Regions from separate parts of the Mus musculus genome. Here region 1 is linked to region 2. A link is a contact called in public ChIA-PET data. All regions are on one chromosome and are shown on one strand. Each heading gives the region's core, a stretch centred on a gene start, on an enhancer-like site or on the middle of the called end of the contact. The rest is flanking DNA. Distances are from core to core; before and after follow the strand shown.

What was found. ChIA-PET counts read pairs in DNA pulled down with a chosen protein or histone mark.
Region 1: a contact with region 2 is called in an RNA polymerase II ChIA-PET map of memory CD8 T cells, with 364 read pairs. The contact joins the promoter of Slfn5 here to the promoter of Slfn1 in region 2. A contact is called at or near these places in 12 of 39 promoter capture datasets (the 3T3-L1 cell line, the C10 cell line, the HPC-7 cell line and 8 more), 2 of 15 datasets of contacts at CTCF or cohesin (large pre-B cells and pro-B cells), 1 of 484 Hi-C or Micro-C datasets (bone marrow-derived macrophages), 10 of 115 datasets of contacts at active chromatin or transcription factors (the 230-238 cell line, CD8 T cells, the HPC-7 cell line and 6 more) and 4 of 9 other capture datasets (adipose tissue, liver, macrophages and 1 more).

What each region holds. Positions count from the first base shown.
Region 1 is chr11:82,950,407-82,956,246 of GRCm38.p6, reverse strand. It overlaps Slfn5 (schlafen 5), which reads right to left and starts at 4,145. Exons shown (of 6, transcript NM_183201.4): 1 at 4,052-4,145; 2 at 1,465-1,530. The region is part of intron 1 of Slfn5os (schlafen 5, opposite strand); the gene reads left to right.
Region 2 is chr11:83,113,597-83,119,519 of GRCm38.p6, reverse strand. Slfn1 (schlafen 1) reads right to left here and starts at 2,700. Exons shown (of 2, transcript NM_011407.2): 1 at 2,458-2,700. It overlaps Gm51911 (a long non-coding RNA gene), which reads left to right. Exons shown (of 3, transcript XR_003949745.1): 1 at 1-1,171; 2 at 2,079-2,181; 3 at 2,717-4,793.

The DNA.
Region 1 (5,840 bases), core at 2,896-5,395, 160 kb after region 2:
TAGAACCATTAGACTAGAACAAGAAGGAGCAGGTGGGAAATGAAGTTTTAAGAACTCCTTTCTGAAGTTGACCCTTTATCCCACATAGCTTGAGGCCAGCTTCACGAAAGAGGCTAAGTCTGTGGGATGGCCACAGGGAACTGCTTGTTTGAGTTTGCTTGCTTTTTAAAATGTGTTGTGCTCATGTACTGGCCAGTACCACACACAGCATGCACAAGGAGGTCAGAAGTCAGTTCTCTCCCACCTTGTGGGGTTTGGGATGGAACTCAGGTCATCAGGTCTACTTGCAAGCACTTCTACTCACTGAGCCATCTTATCAGAGCTGTAGTTTTGGGGGACTATTTTGGTCAAGTTCTCTGAGTGGCAAAGTCTCTCGGGTCATCTGTAAAACCTGGGAAATTTTCTAATAGGACTTGTAGACCCCAAGAAGGAAGCTTCCTTGGTCAAGAGCAATTCGTGTAGTACACTGGTGTTTGCCGTCTTGCTTCATTTTTATTTCTCTCCACTGATCAAGACTAGGAAATTTCTAAGATTTTTTTTTAGTCCAATGTGATTTTATTAGTAATTTATCATTGTTACTATGGAAAAGATGATTTTTGAATCCTCTGATCCAGGTGGTTTCTATTTGTGTCAAAAAGAAAGTTATATATGCACATGCACACATACACATGTAGACACACATATGCACACACACACACACACATGCTTAGAATATTGATGCAATACAAATCTGGTTAGGAAGGCGAAGACAGAATTCCTGCAGCTATGCCTGGCAGAATTTCATGAACAAAATTAGTGACTATTTGGAACAATAGGAGTGGCAGTTTGATGCAGACTTTCAGCATTTAGGAAGGTGTGTGATTCGGTAGCATACCTCTAAGAAGCAAGTTTGGTTTTTTTTTTTTTTTTTTTTTCTAGATGAGTAGAGTATTTAGACATAGAACACCCTGAAGAGCTATCAATCAACAGGAAGCGTGAAAGCCATCTCCACACCTGCATCTCATGTCACCAACCTTTGAATCCAGACCCAACCATCTGTGTCCCCTCATGAGGTTGGCTGCAAACCAGAGAGATGACTTTTTGGATCAAAGCTAGAATCTCATGACAAAAACTCAAGATAGATGGAGAACCATATCTGGTTTTATTAGTGACCTACGATTCTTGGTCTAAACGGACACCAGTTCAGGGAGAATTGCAAAGTTGCTGGTCTGTAGGGCCAGTTCTCCCCAGCAACTCTCATTGTGATGGTTAATAGGGCACAGGAAAGAGAGAAGGGGATAAAAAGGAATAGGCTGACTCCACCCAGGACTCCGCCCTCAAGTGAGAATCATTAACAAAACTCAAACTGAAAGCGAGTAGCTGAGAACTTCATACAAGAGATCTATCTGAGCCGCAGCTCACCACATCAGTGCAGAACCAACAAGCCCCCATCTGCAAAGCACAAGAGGCGTGATGGGTACTCACCTGGCCAAAGGTTGAGCTCTAGAGCGGCAAGTGGTGAGATGGTGTCTTGCTGGAACCTCCAGGAAACTGTGGGTATTATTAAGAGCACTCACTTGAGAGCATGATACTGGTTCTGAGCTAACTATAACTAGAGAGTCCACCACCATCACGTTCATTGGCTGGATCTCACAGGAAGGAGAGTTGAAAAGTCTGCTAAGCTTGGCTGTGATTAATTTAGAGAACATATTTGGCTTCCTGAGTAGGAAATAGAGGCGAAATCAGGGAAGCTGCCAGTTATTAGCCAATCAAGTTTTAAATAATCAGGGGTTATGACTTGGTTGCTACAGAGTGTGTGGTCAGATTCATATTCTCTCTGTCTCTTTCTCAACATTTTCCCTTGGGTTAGGCAGACACTTCATATACATGGCATTAAATGCATAATATAGGAAAGAAAGGGATGGAGAGATGGCTCAGTGAAAGAACACTGGCTGTTCTTCCACAGGACCTGAGTTCAAATCCCAGTCCCACATGGTGGATAACAGCTGTCTGTAACTTGGAATCTGAAACCCTCTTCTGGCTTCCAAGGGCACAGCATGCATACAGTCAACAGACATACATGCACACTAAACACCAAGACACATAAAAGAAAATAATAACATCCTTTTAAAACTTCATTTATTTTTACTCTATGTATCTGGGTATTCTGTCCACATGTATGCATGTGTGTGCCTGGTGTCTGTGCAGGCCAGAGAGGGAGTTAGATTCCCTAAAGCTGAAGTTACTGATGGCTGTGAGCTGCCTTGGGAGAGCTAGGAATCAACTCAGGTCTTCTGCAATCATAAGCAGTGCTCGTAATTGCCACTTCTCTAGCCCCAAACAAATAGAGCTTTTTTAAAAATAGAAAAGAAAAACTCAACACAGTGGGCTATAAGAATTTCCCTTCTTGGATTGAAGCCCCTAAGGGAATAGGAACTCTATAGAAAAGCCAACAGAGTCAACTAATCTGGACCCTTGGGGATTCTCAGAGTCTCAACCACCAACCAAAGAACATTCCTTGCAAGTAGGAGACCCTGAGTTTTCACCCCAACACCGCCGGAAACCACCATCTGCTGGTTGTTTTTTTTGTTTGTTTGTTTGTTTTTGTTTTTGTTTTTCTGTAGAAACAAAATCTATGATAAAACCAATGGCTCTAAGTCTGCACTTTGAGACTTTTTTAAAGAAAAAGTCTTACTGTGCAGCCCTGGGTGACCTAGAACTCACTATGTAGACCAGGTTGGTCTTGAACTTCTGGAGATCCACCTGCGACTGTCTTTCCAGTGCTGGGACTAACGGGTGTGGGTCTCACCTGGCATTTTAAGACTTTTAGATGCCTCTAATCTTTGTTTTCCTTCTCCCTTGCTTGTTATAAGTCTAGACTTCTTAGATCCACCAAGTGCCCTCTCAGTGAAAACCTACTGTGTGCTGAGGAGAACAGTGGGCTTTACAAACTGTGCACAATTTAAAAGACACCTCCTCTCCTCCCTTGCAGTTACATAAGAGCAGGAAGTAATACCCTCGAGAAGTTTGAGAGTAGTTTTTCGTTTTGTTTCATATTTTCACCAACAAAGACATTAGAATGTAGAGACTGCCTTTTGGGTCCAGCAGCGACTCCTGAAAGTCCTCCTGCTATGTCAATAATTCAGAAATGGAGTTCTGCTTTCTGATTGGCAGAACTCCTATCCCATCTGGAAAATCCACAGCCATGTCAGTCTCTTCTTTCACTTTCACAAAGATAGAGGCATTTAAAGTTTAAATGTCTTCTGGCATTTAAACCCTTCCATCCGGTTCAGCGTGCTGTGGCACTAAGTCACTGCTCTGCCATAGGTTCAGACACAGAAACCCTCAGTTCCTGCCTATTCCCCTCTCCCACTTCCCCACCACACACACACACACACACACACACACACACACACACACACACACACACACACATTAGGGATCAGTTTCTATTTCCCAGGCACGACAAACCCAGCTTTGGAGAACTTCAGACAGTACACCCACTTCCTCTTAGGGCCTTGCCTCTGAACCACGAGCAACCACCTCACCCCAACCCTAGGACCTGAGGAGCTACTACCAAGTGCTTTCATCTCTCTGATCACTTCCCCTGCCACTTCTGCTTTCAGAACCACCCTGTTTAAAGGGAAACAAAGTCACAGAATCATGCTTTGCAGACCTGCTTCTTTGGTCTGCCCACTGAATTGTTGTTAACCGCGTTATCAGTTATCACAGACACTGGGCTCTGTAGGCACCAAGCCAGAGGTTTAAAGGTGACTCTGGTGATAGACCGGACACTTCTCGTCTCCTCCCCGAGATAGGTCCCTCTCCTCACTCGGCCACCTTCCCCGGGACTTCCCTTCCCAAGCCTTCAACACCTCCGGCCCTCTGCCGCCTAAGCCTATGGGCCCCAGATGCTTCCCAGCCGGCTATCCATGGATGTTACCACAGGTTATAGGAAGCGAACTCTGGAATTCAGGCGCGGCACCCTGCCTCCCCACAACCTCGCGGGGGAACCTGATGACCCTGGATCTGATAAAAAAACTTGTGCAAAAGACTAAGAGGAACCCGTTACCCGCCGGAGTCTGTCCTCCGCAGCCCGCAGGGCGCCCCGTCTCCTGGAATCAGAGCTGATGTCCTGGGTCCAGAGTGGAGACCTCTACCCTGTGTGCTCTTGTCCTTAAATCAGCTGAGCGCAGTGACATCGCATGGGGCGGGGCAATCTGCAGAAAGCAGTCCTGTTCCATGGACCAGGAAACCCCAGTGCTTCCAGTAACCTCAGTTAACTTTAAGAAAGAGAAGAGCTTTTTTTTTTTTCTTTTTCACTTTGAAGGGGCGTTAATAGTTCTTACGGCCACTCAGGGAAGGAAACCTGGCACAATCCCATGTCCCCCAAACCTCCCCGACCCTACTTGACCCTTCACGGGACCCTTCAGACTCCACTGCTCCAGGGTCCCTCTCCTCGGTGCCTGAAAGTCCCTCAGTTTCCCTGGTTTCTGCTGGAATCCTCACAGCAAGATCTTCAGCTTACCAAGGACAGCGATCTTCAGGATGATGGGTCGGTGGAGGCACCTGGAAAAACAAGAGGCAGAAAATTAAAGCCCTCCTTTTTTTTTTTTTTATTACGTATTTTCTTCAATTACATTTCCAATGCTATCCCAAAAGTCCCCCACCCCCGACTCCCCTACCCACCCATTCCCATTTTTTGGCCCTCCTTTATCTCCACTTCCCCAAACGTTCCAGATTGTTGATATCCCCCGCGTCCCACCCCCGCCCTGCTTTCCTCTACCTTTACCCTCCAGGCGCGGTTTCCTGCAGAACAAGTTGCTGCTTGGGGGCTGAAGGGGGGGACAGGGTAGTTCGAAAGGATCCAGAGCAGGATATGCTGCAACTGGGAGTGAGGGTGGAGGCGGAAAAGGACTGAGCTCCCAGGGGGCTAACTCCAGCCTAGATTTCCCGACCCTAAGCATTCCTCCAGTCCTGGAGCCAACTGTCCTCTCCTGCCCTTCTTTGCGCTTCTTAATGTTCTGGCGAGTACATATTTCTCTTAACTCTTTACAACTCAGGCATGGATACCCCCAGAACCCCTGGAGCTGGGGGAACAAATCAGGTTCCCTCCTCCCCAACAGACTAAAGAAGCAAGCTAAAGGAAGCGGAAAGGGGGAGGGGTGCTGTTAAAGAGATTTAAAGCCATTAATAATCTCTCTATTAGTTAGAGACTCAGCTGCCAGCACTTTCCCTTCTCCTGCAGTCAACACAGTTGGAGGCTGCAGTCAGTAAGTCCAGAAAAGCCCAAGGGTGTCACAGAGAGATTCATGTTGGATTCTGTAGCCTTGTGACTCATGGGGGGAGGGGGTGGAGAAGGCACGGGGACTGGGACCTGGCGACCACACCCTTTCATAGCAGCCAGAAGCATAAAGCCTGGTCAGCCTTTTTACATTTCTTCTTTGAAATCCAGATAACTGGTATATAATATTCCCCTTTAAGCAAAGATACATTTCTCACTCTCCATATGTGTCCATGTGTGTGCAGGTACACACACATGTACAGCTATACATGCACATGCATGTTTATACAAGAAGGCCAGAGGACAGACAGTTCATCTGCCCTTCTGTAAACACCTTCTGCCTCGTTTTGAGACAGGCTCTTTCATTGAACTCACCAAATAGGCCAAGATGGTGGGCCAGCAAGCACCCAGTGCTTCCTCTGTGCCTTCCAGGCACTGGGATTACAAACACCCGGTTTGTAGAGATGAAACTCAGATTTGAGCTACCTCTCTAGGCCTCTTTAACCATTCCTGACAGCGAGTTAAAAGTAAACTCTTCATAGACATGCTTACAACGCTCCTTACAATGTTTGCCATT
Region 2 (5,923 bases), core at 1,451-3,950:
AGTTCCCTCATGGCAGTCCCAGATACAGTATGTTTCAGGAATCTATAAAGATCTGCAGGAATGGGGGGAAGGCACATGGGAGGCCAGGACAGGTAGACAGAATGGAGCCAGACTCCACAAAACTTGAAATGGAACCCCCGAAGGAGCAAAATCATGGGATGAAAGGGTTGGAATTTCTGGAAATGAAGACTTAGGCTAAAACAGAAGGTTGTACTGACCTCCTGCCTGTAGTATGTAAAACAGCTAAAACCATCTAAGCATAAACAGCTCTATGCTTGGAGAGCTAGCTTCTAAAATCAGAATTACTCGGTCATACAGAGGAGATGAAACACCTAAGAATTTGGAAATGAACAAGCAAATTCTTCTCTGGAGGATGACATCAGACTCTTCCCCACCAGATTTATCATGGGCAAGCCTACAGGCTTCTGTCTAGTGCCATAAGGAGAGGACACCATGACTGCAACCCAGGAACAGACAGCAATAGACCCAGCATTCCTCAGGGCTACCTAGAAACTCAGAGCAGAGCAAGGACAAAGCTGCCTTCTTGAGAGATCTTCATTCAAAGAGGACCCAGGGAGAAAGCATTTGAACCTGATCACAAGACATTCCAGAAGCGAGGCTGAGGCAGAAGACCTGATTTGGGCAGGGGAACGCCAGTGAAGCTAGCCCAAGACAATCACTTGCACTTGTGCGTAACTTTACAGTTCAGTAGACTTGGTGAAAAGAAAGCAGGGTGGGGGTGGGGAGGCAGAGAGACAGCGAGACAGAGACAAAGACAGAGAGACAGAGACAGAGAGAGACAGACAGAGAAAGAGAGAGACAGAGACAGAGAAGGACAGAGACAAAGAGACACAGGAAGACAGAGACACAAAACACATAGAGAGACAAAAGAGAGACAGAGTGATCTATTTATGTCTTGCCTATATTTCTTTTCCTTATTATAGCTAGTTAGTGTTGCTTGGCTCCTCCTTCTTCCATGGGAGGGCTGCTCCAGAGTTGAGACCATTTTTGCTGATGGATTGCCTGGAGACATGTTCACCATCACTGCAAAAGGAAGCAGGGAGCCAAGGAGGTGGTGCAAACCTGTCATCTCAGCTCTTGCAGAGTTGAGTTGGAAAACAACCTGGAAGATATTCTGGGCAAGATCTTTCTGCTACAGTCTCCTTGCTGGGTAGGTATGGAGGTAGGGGGTATAAGTAGGGAGGAGACATGAAAGCCAGACAAAAACAAAACTGAAACTCTAGTAAGTTTACATGAAAAGCACTTTCATTTCTGCCCAGATGGAACGTGCAGCCCCACCCTCTTCTATGCGCTGAAAGCAGTCTCTGCTACTTATTCCCTCCCTGCCCTTCCCATCCAGCGCTACCTTAATCAGGTCCTGTCCCAAGACAGCACCCCTGGTTCACTCCCCAACAACAACAGGATCCACATCTCACATTAATGTGCTGATGGAGGATGCATATTCACTGGCAAATTTGGAACTCAGGAGAACTGCAGTGGAATCATTTATAGAGAGTCTGTGGGATAGCCTGGGACCTGGTCTATCTCAATACAACACCTGTGACTACAAAAAACATTTCTATGATTCAAATGCTCCCTGGGGGCATCTATCCAGAAAATGGTCTTTAACAACTAAGCTGGACTCTGAGGCTCACCAAATTTTAATACCTACACGAAACTCCCTGATATCCCAGAAGCAATGAGTTGGTTTTAAATATTAGTAGTTTCTTTCAAAATTCTTTATAGTGTTCACTGGAGAAAATTCTGAGCACTGAAATAAAAAAAATTGCTGTTTTTATCTTTGGTGGAAAACAGATGACAATCAGGCAGGCAACCCTACTTCTGTAAGCAATGCCAATTGGTAGGAAGGCACGGAATGAGGACACAAGAGTGGGAAAAGCTCTTGAGAAACAGCTGTAGAGCATTTCCAGCTAGGATGCTGCTTTGCCTCTTGCTTGGGAGAGCAATGCTCTTGTTTTCTAGGGAAAAACCTCCAGGGTCTGAGGTTCTTAGATCTACTTAGTTCCAGAGTGGAGTTCTTCATTGTTTAAGGGCAATTTCCCCATACCTTTCCACAGGGTCATGTCTTCAAGAAGATGGAGCACCTTCAGAGGGGCTTGCCTCAGTAACTCCTACTTCATACACCCTCTTGGATTATTTCAGAACCTTCTATCTGGATCTGTAAGTAGCCCAATCTACGCAGACCGAGGGAGGGATTTTTCTCTCATCCCACACTCCCCTAGTATCTAAGTCCTCCTCAGCCAGTGATGGAGGCTATGAAGGTCCCAAGGAGCCAGAGTTCCTAGAGAAGCACCAAAGCAGCCAGGGTTGTCCTTAGAGCTCTGGGTTGTACTGGCAGCCCCACATCATCCCACAGCCCGCAGAATGCATTCTTGGTAGGCACTGGGACAGAGAGGTTGCGACAGAGGCGGCGGCCATGGAGGATGGCTCACTTACCTAAGCTGCTCTACTGAGCACGTTCCCTCAGCTGCTTGAAGTCAACTGCGAGCTAGCTGTGAGCTAGCTGTGCTGTGGACACTTGCGGGCCAGAGGAAGTAAGGCAAAAGCTTGAGACACCCACAGCAGTGGGAGTGGTGGCTGTCTCCAGAAGTCCTTCTCAGCACTTGGATTTGAGGGATGAGCTACAGTGCCTGTGGTTGCTCTCGGCTTTTGTCTTGACCGACCTTAGTGGATTGCACTGTTTCATCCTCTCTAGGTCCCGATTTCAGTTTTGGAGAACCCCGGTTTCATTGGTTGATGTCACTCCAGGAAGTGTGAGACATCTCCTTCAGCTCTTTCATCCCCTCTGTGATTGCCACTCCACCTGTCAGAACTGAAGAACAAGGCTTCTAGACTTTTGAACTTAACCTTTACAGCGTCACTCAAATCCCCAGGGCAAAGCTGCGGCTGCTGCTGTCCTGACCCTCAGAAGAGCAGGTGACACTAGGCACAGCATGAGCACCTGTTGAAGCCTCTCCAGGGAGGAAGATGATTGGAGAGGGAAGCTGAGCCAGGGGAGGCAGAGTAGGATGCTGGCTCACAAGGTGCAAGCTGCATCTCCTAACTCTTTGGGAAGATGGGTTTCTATGGGAGGTTCCAAGGGCAACCCAAGCGGACAAGACTCACCAGCTCTTTCTTTGTGCCCTCTCTTTTGATAATTTTGGTAATATAAGTTTCCCTGGCTCAGTGCATTTTAGATCCAAAAAGCCAGCTATGAGAAGAAAGACAAGGCTGTAGAGTTGAGAGGAGAGAAAATGAAGGGAGTGAGCAGAAAGGACAAGCCTGGGAAAAGTGATAGGAGCGAGGAGGCAAGGGAGCAGCAGAGGTCCCTCAGAAACCCAGCTGTGGGTGCCTCTCCACCATCAGCCTCAGGCAGGTGTGGAGACTGGGGGTGACTCCAGCACCCTTACTCAAGACACCCCAGTTCAAGGGAAATGGATCAGTAACAAGATGCCCTACTTCCTACCCCACCTTAACACCTATAAGTATGAATGTTAATTTGTTGCAGTTGGGTTTGGATCTTTTGTGACATACTGTTGTTAGGACAATGCCACATTCATTCTGTTATCTTCTGGACTTTCCCGCCACTCTTATGTTCCTGAGCTTCTGGGACCTCAGAAGGAAATGGTGCCTAAGACCTCGAACCTAAACTTGATCTGCCAACACAAACTTGTATCCAGTGCCCTTGCACACCTATTGGACATCATTGCAAGTTTTGGACCTTACAACACTTGACTCATCAGAATTTCTCATTTTCTAGAATCCTTGAAGTTTCAGTAGAATCTCAGATGTTGCAAAATATATACTGGTATGAATGCTTTACTTATGTGGTATATGCATACTCATACATGCATAGTGAAATGCCATTCAGATGTAAAGAAAAGTGAAATCATGTCCTTTCCAGGAATGAAAACAGAAGTGAAGAGGAAACACTCACTGTGCTGAAGAAAATGACCTGGAAATGCAAATATGCCTAGCATCTCACCTCTATGGAATTTCACACTGTTGCTTGAAGAAGGTATCTAAAGGGAGGAGGAAAAAGAAATGAGAGAAGCTGGAGTAGCCACAAATGACAAATATTGCATGTTTCTCTAATTTGCAAAATCCAGATCTGTATATACACGTATATTCATGGACACCAGAGGGCGACTGTGGGATGAGTAAGGTAACCATCAGAAGAGAAGAGGAAGAAGAGGGGAGGAAAAAGGGGAGGTGACTGTCAGTACAATGGCATTGTGTGGGAAGCTGTAACCAGTACACTATTTTATGTGTTGGCTAAAAACAATTTAAACACAAGCAAACATGAATATTCCAGATCCTCCAGTTCTGTCTACTCAACAGCAGGAGCTGTGTATCAGATGCCAGAAGGATCACCTCTTCATCTTAGAAAGCATTGGTCAGAGAAGACAACAGCGCTATCCCGGAGATCCTTGAGAGGAGGGGGAGTGGGTGATTGACTGGCAAACTTTGGGGGTGATTGTACACCCAAAATGAGTTGGTTATGATGATTATGCTCTTTCATGCCACTAAAGGCTTGTTGGGAACCTGCTGAGCCACTGAGGTCATCAGACATCTCTGTGGACATCGGGCATCTTGACAGTAGCAGCAGCAGCATCTAGCTCCATAGGCAGCATTCCAGTTATGCAGATTAAGGTGTGGTGCTTGATCTTATAAGTTCAAGATCTGAGTATCCAGGGCCAGACTGGAGAATCCTGTGAGGCCCTTGAATAACATCACCACAGGGAGTATTCCTTACTGGAGAGTGATACAGGTCTGAAGGTTAGAAGGAAAACCAAGTGACCTCCTAGAAGTCACCAGAGTGAAATCGTGAACATTATTGCACAAATGGGCCAGCATAGAGGAGTATTCATATATAAACCTTAAACTTGGGTTGAAACATCTAGGAGACCATGGAGGGAAGCCAGCCCTGCACCGCCAGGTAGAGCAGCATACTTTGGCTCTGGAAATCCTGAGGAAGGGCACTGACCAGAATGTTCCAGGCTAAGTCATCAGCATTCCATTCCCATCTTGCATCTTGTATGGGTGCCCTGAGTAGCCACCTGAATGGTACCGCTCATGAAGACTCATGACAGGATACTCAGAACTCTGTTCCTTGTGGCTATCATTGGCATCTTCCATAAGCCCTAGGAGGCTCATTTTAGCTAAGTGATCTGGTTCTTCTCATTGTCAGGATGATACTGAGGCAGCAGGCCACCGTCCAAACATCACAGTGTGATTTTACTGAGAGTTAGCAACATATCTACTCTAAGGCTTTGTACTACAAGTAGCCAAGTGAGGCTTACATGTAGAATAATCATCTTTTCCCAGATGCAACGAAGGTAGTGTTTTGGTTTTTTGTTTGCTTGTTTGCTTGTTTGTTTTTACCTACAAGAAGTTTTCAACACTATTGCAGAGCATTTTTATGAAGCCTGATTTTTCTTAACAGGCAAATCTTAAACAGTCCCTCAATACAAACCAACAATCTGGAACACACTGAAGGAAATTCTAGACCATGTCTTGAAGAAAGTCACACACATATACACAAATCACACACAAACAAACAAACACACATAAATAAATGCATTTAATAAATGAAAACCTTCAGAGATTTTATTTATTTATTAGTTCTAGAGGCTAAATAGGGGCTAGCACATGCTAACATGCCTTCTATCACTGAGCTACTCCTGCATCTTAGTTGACATAGAAAAGTGTCAGGAGGCTTTTTTTGGAAGACTAATCATAGTACTCTAACTCTATTGTTCTTGTGGTACAGTAGGTAGATACCATAGACAGCAAGGCTTAACAGAAATTCCCACGGTTCTCACACAGGGAGTCCAAGACCAAGACTCAAGCAAAGCAAGGGTCATTCAAAGATCACTTGACTTGACTGTCAGTCACTGTGAGCTCCCATGAACCTTTGCAG